2 separate regions of the Callithrix jacchus genome follow, and region 1 is linked to region 2. The links are chromatin contacts, called in public Hi-C maps. All regions are on one chromosome and are shown on one strand. Each heading gives the region's core, a stretch centred on a gene start, on an enhancer-like site or on the middle of the called end of the contact. The rest is flanking DNA. Distances are from core to core; before and after follow the strand shown.

Evidence for each region. A called contact is a pair of places that touch in the nucleus more often than the background predicts.
Region 1: a contact with region 2 is called in a Hi-C map of skeletal muscle, with 2.3 times the contacts expected there. The contact joins the promoter of AP3M1 here to the enhancer-like site in region 2. A contact is called at or near these places in 2 of 3 Hi-C or Micro-C datasets (induced pluripotent stem cells and skeletal muscle).

Annotation. Positions count from the first base shown.
Region 1 is chr12:56,057,234-56,061,316 of calJac240_pri, forward strand. AP3M1 (adaptor related protein complex 3 subunit mu 1) reads left to right here and starts at 2,442. Exons shown (of 9, transcript XR_013524891.1): 1 at 2,442-2,499. ADK (adenosine kinase) reads right to left here and starts at 2,292. Exons shown (of 10, transcript XM_009009683.4): 1 at 2,173-2,292. The coding sequence starts at 2,237.
Region 2 is chr12:56,001,156-56,005,350 of calJac240_pri, forward strand. All of the region lies in intron 2 of ADK (adenosine kinase), which reads right to left. Among named protein-coding and RNA genes, the nearest start is that of ADK, 56 kb to the right of the region's middle. Within about 2 kb of position 2,931, at least 1 of the 16 cell types and tissues checked has an H3K27ac peak or open chromatin away from gene starts, as enhancers often do. A contact at or near this core is called in skeletal muscle, where this site is marked.

The DNA.
Region 1 (4,083 bases), core at 1,192-3,691, 56 kb after region 2:
CAATGCATTCTCTATCACACTTTGAGTCTGAAAGCCAAACTAATATAATGAAAGCAATAGCAGTCAATCCCAAAATGACTCCCCCAAAAATTAGAGATTTGTCCCAGTATTCACATATCTAATCTTTTAATTTCATATCTACAGGTGGCACTAATTTCATATTGTATAAAGTGAATTTTGGTTGCCTAGGGAATGCTACAAGTTGCTTTTTTTTTTTTTTTTTTTTTTTTGAGACAGAGTCTCACTCTGCCACCCAGGCTGGCACCATCTTGGCTCACTGCAACCTCCGCCTTCCAGGTTCAAGAGACTCTCCCGCCTCAGCCTCCCGAGTAGCTAGAACTACAGGCATGTGCCACCACGGCCAGCTAACTTTTTTTATTTTTAGTAGAGACAGAATTTCACTGTATTAGCCAGGATGGTCTCAATGTCCTGACCACGTGATCCACCTTCCTCAGCCTCCCAAAGTTCTGGGAATACAGGCATGAGCCACCACGCCCGGCCAGCTTTTTTTGTTTTTTGTTTTTGAGGTAGGGTCACAGCAGCCTTGATCCTCCTGACTCAGCTTCCTGAGTAGGAGCTTCCTGATTGCAAGTGTACCACTACACCCCAGTTAACTTTTTGTTTTATAGACAGGGGTCTAGCTATGTTGTACAGGCTGGTATCAAACTCCTGGCCTCAAGTGATTCTCCCACCCCAGCCTCACAAAGCGCCAGGACTGCAGGTATAAGAAAGCATGCTCAGCTAGCTCTTATTTCTGTTCCTTTACTAATTGTTTCATTTGGGCTTCAGTATCTTCAATTGTAAAAGAGGCGTAATGCTTGCAGTCCTTTGATCACAGAACTGTCCAACAAGATAATAAATAGGTAAACACAGTGAAAATGAATGAGCATTATATGTAATTATTTTTATGAAGGAAAAATCTAAGGAAATCTAAGTGTTATATGTTTAGTAGGATGGTAGGGAAAAGTTGCATCTGTCTTCCAGTTTTATGAAGGAAGTGCCTTGTAAGGAAATACTCTAGGGCAGAATAGGGAAAGGACATGCTTTGAACTCAGTAGGTCTGATTCAAAAGCCCTTGCTCTTCATTCTGCATATAGTTTGAATATTAAAAAAAAAATAGAATATCCTGAGGGTTTTTACTTTAAAGTTTATGTTCTTGGTATAAGGCAGGCACAACAACCCTTTGAGGGTAGTAGGAATACATTAAAGGCACTGGCAGGGATTTGTTCACCCTCCATTCAAAGGAGCATGAACACACACACCACCAGGCCCCTAAGTGTCCTTTTCAATTGTGAATGATTCATTCTTTCAGAGGTGAAGAAGAGTGATACTGGAAGAAATGGGGTATGTCTTGTATAATCAGGAGTGTCCCAATAGTTTTAAATCAGTTTGATACGTCTATTTCAAGATGGAAAAAAATCGTTGCCTTTCAACAAACATTTCCAAATCATCAAAGACTGCCTGCTTCACTTTATACTTATTAGGAAGGGATATTTTAACAAATGAGTCTTTAAAAGGTGCAACATCAATCACATGTGAGGCAGGTGTCAGGGGCAGCACTGTCTCTGCTGCTGCCAAAAAGTGCAAATAAAAAAGAAAAATCAACCTTTCCTATCCATTCATCCAAATGCTGCCCCTGCAAAGCCTCAGAGGGGTCTGGATCCCTGGTAGAGGGTCCTCAAACGTGCGGGATTTCTGAATAGTGTACGAAAAGGAAGGTCACCGTGCCCTTCCGCAACACTTTCTGAAAAAAATTCTGTCTTTGCCCCAGAGTAGAGCAGTTGCCGGGCCTCCTCCTCGTCAACCCCCAGGGAAGAGAAGGTAGTCGTGTACAGACGCTGCTCCGGTCCGAACCTCCAGCGTCGCAACAGCCTAACCGGCGCTAGCTCGCAAGTGGCGCGGGGAGCCGGCTCGGCCCCCCTGCCTACCACTAGTGGCCAAGGACTACGGGAGCCGGAGCTGCACCAGACAGGCGACGACACGGCCAAACTGAGAGAACGTCAGGCAAGGGGTGGTGGCCATGCGGGCAGCTCCCCGAGCGGCAGGTCCTGCGTGCTGGCCCCAAGCTGGCAGCGAGACACCACCCAGCGCCGGGGCGCGCAACCCCACGTGGGCCCTGGCTTGCTTGCTGCAGGCGCCGTCACCCTCCTCCCCAAGTCGGGCAGCGCTCACCTCAGCGCTTGCGGCGCCTCTACCTTCAGCTTTTTGGGCTTCGGCTCCCCTTCAGCAGCTGCCATCTTCGCACTCCCACCTTAGTTTTGCTGTACCGCCCACCTCCGCAATCCACCCTTCGACCCGCCCCCTCTTCGCCTCACCACCTTCTCTTCTCCAAATCCCGCCCCTCCAGGATCCGCCCATTCTGTGCGACTTTCATCCACAACCATTGGCTCTATTTCTCGGCCCCGACAGCGAATGCCCCGCCCACTCCTGACCCCGCCTCCGCCACCGTAGGGGACCCCAGACTGAGTTAGGCCGCAGAAGAGCGCCTGAATCTAGATGGTGAGAAACCTGCTATTTTTCTAGACCCTGGATGATGTAGAAGATTTAGATGCTAAGCCTCAAGAGGCGTCTTTCCTCTCAGTTAAGGTCTTCCTGCATATTTAATCTTTCTAATATGGTAGACAGACTCGGTGTCTTTGAAGCTGTGAATCAGGCGATCACCTGGCCACTACAGCTGCGGGTCCTCGCGGCCTTCTCTGCTTCCTCAGCTTGGGTCTGTAGAGGACCCGGCGCCGAATCACTGACTGGCACTGGTGTCGGGGTGAGTGTGAGGGGCGGGAAATCCGTGGACTGGGGGTAGCTCTAAAACCCGGGAGTAGATTGAGTAGCTGGGGCCACCGAATCCGGTCTGCGCTCTAGGAGCGTCCCTGCTGGTGTGGGCCAGGGCCTCGTTTCCCCTCGACTCCCGGCCTTCCGGACTTTCTTGCCAGCAAGGCCGGAAGGGAGCGGTGCACCTGCAGCCCAGTGTTCTCAGGCCCCCAAGCCTCAGAGGTCAAGCTTACTGGGGCTGGAGTACAAACAGCAGGAATCTCAGTCCCAAGTTTCTGCTTTGGAGAACAAAACCCCAAACGGACCTGAGCAGACAGACGTCCTGTTGGCGGGCGGTGCCTGGAAGAGCCTGGGGTGAGGAATGCAGTGAAAAGGGTGTTGCAGTTCTTCAGGAGAGAGATAACGGGGTTCTAAGCTGAGCAGGTGGCAGTGAGTATGGAAAAGTGAGGGGCGATGTGGCTGTTTGAATTTGGTAGATTTGTTTGAACCTGAAGCTTACAGCCTTATGTGATTAAGAAGGTGTGGTGCCACTGACACGAGAAGGAATTTTATGGAGTTTGGGTTTTATCGAATTTGAAACAGTGATTAACATGGAGATTGTAGGAAGACTTTCTTTAAAAATTTTAAGCGTCAGAATTAAGCCCGAAAAGCTTTCAAGGTGAAAACCAAAACAAATGAAGTTTCATATAAAAGGGTAAGAAGTTCTTTGGTTTAAGAGAAAGCTATCAATGACATAAAATGCTGAAATGGTCAAAGGAGGAAGCTGAAATCAGAATCGTCGTTGGATTTTATTATTAGAAAGTCATTGAGCCATTTGAGAGAGATGCTTTAATAGTAACTGAGGAAAGATTGCAAGTATAGACTAATCCTTCATCATTTGGGGCATGAAGCAAGATTATTGAGAGTGGCAAGGGACGGGAAAGTTTGGGGTTTGTTTTAAAGAATACAAGATATATATTTGGGGGCAGGAAGCAAGCAACTATTTAAAGATTCAAGAAAAAGTCTCCTCTCCCAGAAGAGAAGGGAAGGAGTGGGATCAAGTTACAAGTGAAAGGATTAATTTGGGAAAGAAAGAGGTGCACTTTCAATTGACACTATAGGAAAAGTGGAGTGAATTATGTTAAAAAAGAGTTATCTAAAGAAATATCTTAAACTTAAGTATCTTGGCCAGGCACAGTGGCTCATGCCTGTAATCCCAGCACTTGGGAAAGCCAAGGCGAGCAAATCACAGGTCAGGAGTTTGAGACCAGCCTGGCCAACATAGTGAAACCCAGTCTCTACTAAAAATACAAAAATTAGTCGGGTGTGGTAGCA
Region 2 (4,195 bases), core at 1,681-4,180:
AATTTTTGGTAGAGCCTGTTGCCCAGGCTGGTCTCAAACTCCTGGCTCAAGCAGTCCACCTGCCTCAGCCTCCCAAAGTGCTGGGATTATAGGTGTGAGACACTGTGCCTGGTCTGTATCACTATATTTTGAATAGTCTAAATTTTATCCAGTGACTTAGTGCCAATTTTTATTTATCTATAGCTTGGTGATAAGTTTTCAGTTCTTTTCAGTTGGTCTGTTTTTCTATCCCTGAACTAATTAAAACAGTCCATTTTTATTGTTATAGTTTTACAGTAAGGCTTGATATCTGGTAGGGCAATTCCCTATCTGATTTCTTTATTTTTTTTCTCTTTGAGACAGTCTCTCTCTTTCACCCAGGGTGGAGTGCTGTGGCGTGATCTTGGCCTACTGCAGCATATGCCTCCTGGACTCAAGCGATCCTCCTGTCTCAGCCTCCCAAAATGCTGGAATTACAGGTGTGAGCCACCGTGTCTGGCCAAGTCCCTACATATTGTGGTTCTCTTTTTTTTCCTCTCTCTCTTTGAGACAGTCTCACTCTGTTGCCCAGGCTGGAGTACAGTGGCATGATCTTGGCTTACTACAACTTCTGCCTTCTGGGTTCAAGTGATTCTTCTGCCTCAGCCTCCTGAATAGCTGGGATTACAGGTGTGCCTCAGCCTCCTGAATAGCTGGGATTATGGGAGAGCACCACTACATCTAGCTAAGTTTTGTATTTTTAGTAGAGACAGAGTTTTGCCCTATTTGCCAGGGTGATCTTTTCAGAATACATAAAATTTAAATACATTTAATATGGGTTACAAAATGGTTAGGTTGGTTTTTTAAAAAAACTTAAATATCTCATATTAGTGATCATTTGCTAAATTAAATGCTTTTTAGAAAAAGTTTAAACATGTAGAAGTCAATAAAGTACAAATCAAATCTGGGATCAATTAGTATCTTTGTAGCAGTGTGTGCTGTCCACTAGAATGTTCCATGATTATGGAAATGTTGTATATCTGTGCTATCCAACATGGTAACCACTAGTCACATTTGGCTTTGGTCATTTGAGGTGTGGCTAGTGCAACTGATGAATTTCAACATTTTGTTTCATTTTAATTAAATGTTAATAGCCATATATAATTAGCATTTATGATAAGTACAGCTTAGGTTTATTGTAAAATTTTACATTTCTCCTTATGTGTTTATTTTTTTAAAAAGGTATCTTTCAAATAATCTATTGTGTATATGGTATGTTTTTCTATAACATTCTCGATTATTGGTGGTGTTCAGAAATGCTACTTAAGTTTGAATATTTTCTCTTACTTGACTACCTTTAATGTGTAACCCACATTAAAAGAAAATCTAGTTATTCTGCTTCTCTCTTTCAGAATTCTAAATTCTTAGAATACAAGTAAATTGCTATTTGAATCTCTAAGTCATTTCACATATTAAGTGACTGGTCCTGAGTTGCTCTGGGGCTTCCTCAAAAAAAAACCTAAATTATGGATCCTAAATGAACATAGACTACTTTCCTTCATTTTGCCCAGATATATGATGCTGTTCTTTGGGTTCTTTGATGTTCAAACATAACTTTGAATGTTGAAGGAAATGGCACTACTCAGGATACCTAAACATGGATTCTTTTTAAACAGTTCATTTCACAGCTCAACACGTACTTTTTGAAGCACATGCTTTATGGTTACTGGGAATACAATGTCAAATAACTGTTTTGCCTTTAAGCAGCTTGTAGTCAACTCCTGAGTCACACTTCTTACTGCACTAAGTATAAGTTTCAACATGAATTTTGGAGAGGATACCTTCATTCAAACCACAGCAATACACTACTTACCTACACTGGGTGCAGTGGCTCATGCCTGTAATCCCAGCACTTTGGGAGGCCAAGGTGGGCAGATCACCAGGGGTCAGAAGATCAAGACCAATCTGGTCTAATACAAAAATTGGCCAGGTATGGTGGCACATGCTTGTAATCCCAGTTACTCGGGAGGCTGAAGCATGAGGATCACTTGAACCTGGGAGGTGGAGGTTGCAGTGAGCTGAGATTGCACTGCTGTACTCCAGCCTGGGTGACAGAGCAAGACTCCATCTCAGAAATAATATATATATAAACTTGTCTAAATACTTATCTAATGGTGGCCCAAAATGTAAGCTAAACATAATCTGTTTATATCATAAAGAACAGTTTTAAATATATTTAGAAGAAATGGTCAGAGATAACAATAGAGAAGACTCTATCTTTTATTGTTAGAGTCCAAAGACTTGTTTTTCATTTTCAGGTACTTATTTGAAAATCAAGATTAAAGACTAAAACCTTCCAAATATAAAATAAAACTTCAGCTAGCCACATAAGATCAGCTGCTAGTAAAACATTTAAAACAAAGAGGTTACTCAAGCTCTCAGTAGTGTCACTGGTGGCAGCAGTGAGCTGTCTAGAGCAGCTGCTGCAAAGACACTGGCTGCAATAGGGGAAGTGCAGCCAGGGCTGCATGCTCCACATAGTCCATGGGAGCTGGGAACAGGTGGGAGCCACACCTACTTCCAAGTTGGCAGAGCCAGAGCCCCACCCTCCTGGGTACAGCTGCAGCCACCCAGCCATGGCTATGGACCCAGGTATCCCTGTGCTTTCTGGGGCCCAGGGAGTCCCCCTTGCCCCTGCAGGCTCAGAAGTGCCTGCTCCCATTGCCTGGCCTCTCCTTGATCCCAGCACCAGCTCTGGGGTGAAGCAAAGGTGTGGCCAAGTCCAGGCACTGTCACGATCCAGTAGGTGTGCATGTGTATGTGCACGTGCTCGGGGCAGCACTGACATACCAGTCCCCTGCCACCTCAGCCCCTTCTGGGCTTTAGGTGCTAAGAAGCATGGAAGAGAAGCTAAGGTGAGGGCAGCTCACCAGGACCAGCAGGTACCCCTCAGCACCAACAGCCTGCACACCATGGACAGCATGCTTGATTGTGGCAGGAGGCAGACAGGCTCCTGGGAAAAAAGGGGAGGGTTCAGATGAAGCCCTACCTTCAAGCCAGGGACAGCCTGAAGCATGGGGTCCAGTGAAGGGAGTGAGAACTCACATTGCTTTTTCCAGACCTACCCACAGCCACCCATGGACCAATCAGTACACACTTCTCCCTTGTGAAACCCATAAAAACCCTGGACTCAGTCAGACTCATAGAGACTCAGGACTACCAACTGCAGAAAGGAGTGAGTTGGACACTTGTCAGGATAACCTGCCTGGGGAAAGAAGCTGCCCACTTGGGGTCTCCTGAGAGCTGTTCTGTTACTCAATGAAGCTCCTCTCCACCTTGCTCACTCTCCAGTTGTCTCCATACCTCACTGTTCCTAGATGTAGATAAGAAGTTAAGACCCACCAAGTGGCAAGACTAAAACAGCTGTAACACAAATAGGGCTAAAATATGCTTCACCCTACTCAGCACCTTGCAGGCAACAAGGAAAGAAGAGCTGAAGACCTTCTGGGAGCCCAGACCTAGGGGGTCCCCACGCCAGGTCTGTGACACTCTCTTTGGGGCTCTGTGGTTTCTGCCATCTCCAAGCTTCCAGGCACCATTGTATTCCCCTCGTCCAGATGCAGGTTCCCACAGTGGAAGCCACTTAAGATGCATCGGATCCAGCCACAGGCTTACATGAAGCAAGCATGTGTGCCAGCACCTGGAGATGCCCAACCCACTGCAGCAGCCAGAATGCCTGGCTGTAGACAGTAGCTGGACCTCATGCTCATTTGCTCACACACCCTTTGCCACTCTGTGCCTGGCTCGCCCTTGACAGGTATGGAATCCAAGCACAAGCCAAACACAGCCTGCCAGGCCAAGTGGGCAGAACAAGCCCAGCAGGCACAAGCAAACCTCAGGCAAAGGCTTCACCAACCACAGAGGCTTCCGGCTGGAAAAGTGACACCCTAAGGATCCTGTAACATCATCACACAGCTGCTGGGTCATAATCACTGATCACATTTGCCTGAGATTTTAACAACAGTGATCCAAAACATAATGTTGAGTGAAAAACAGCAAACTACCAAAGACTACACATAGTATTAGCCCATAAACATTTATCTTCAGGTTATGTATACCTAACAGACATCCGGAGCCACGTTCACCAAAGTAACAACACTGGTCATACATGTGTCCAGCGTGATCATACAAATTGGGTCATTCTTGTCATACCTGAATAAAACAGGTGACACTCTGG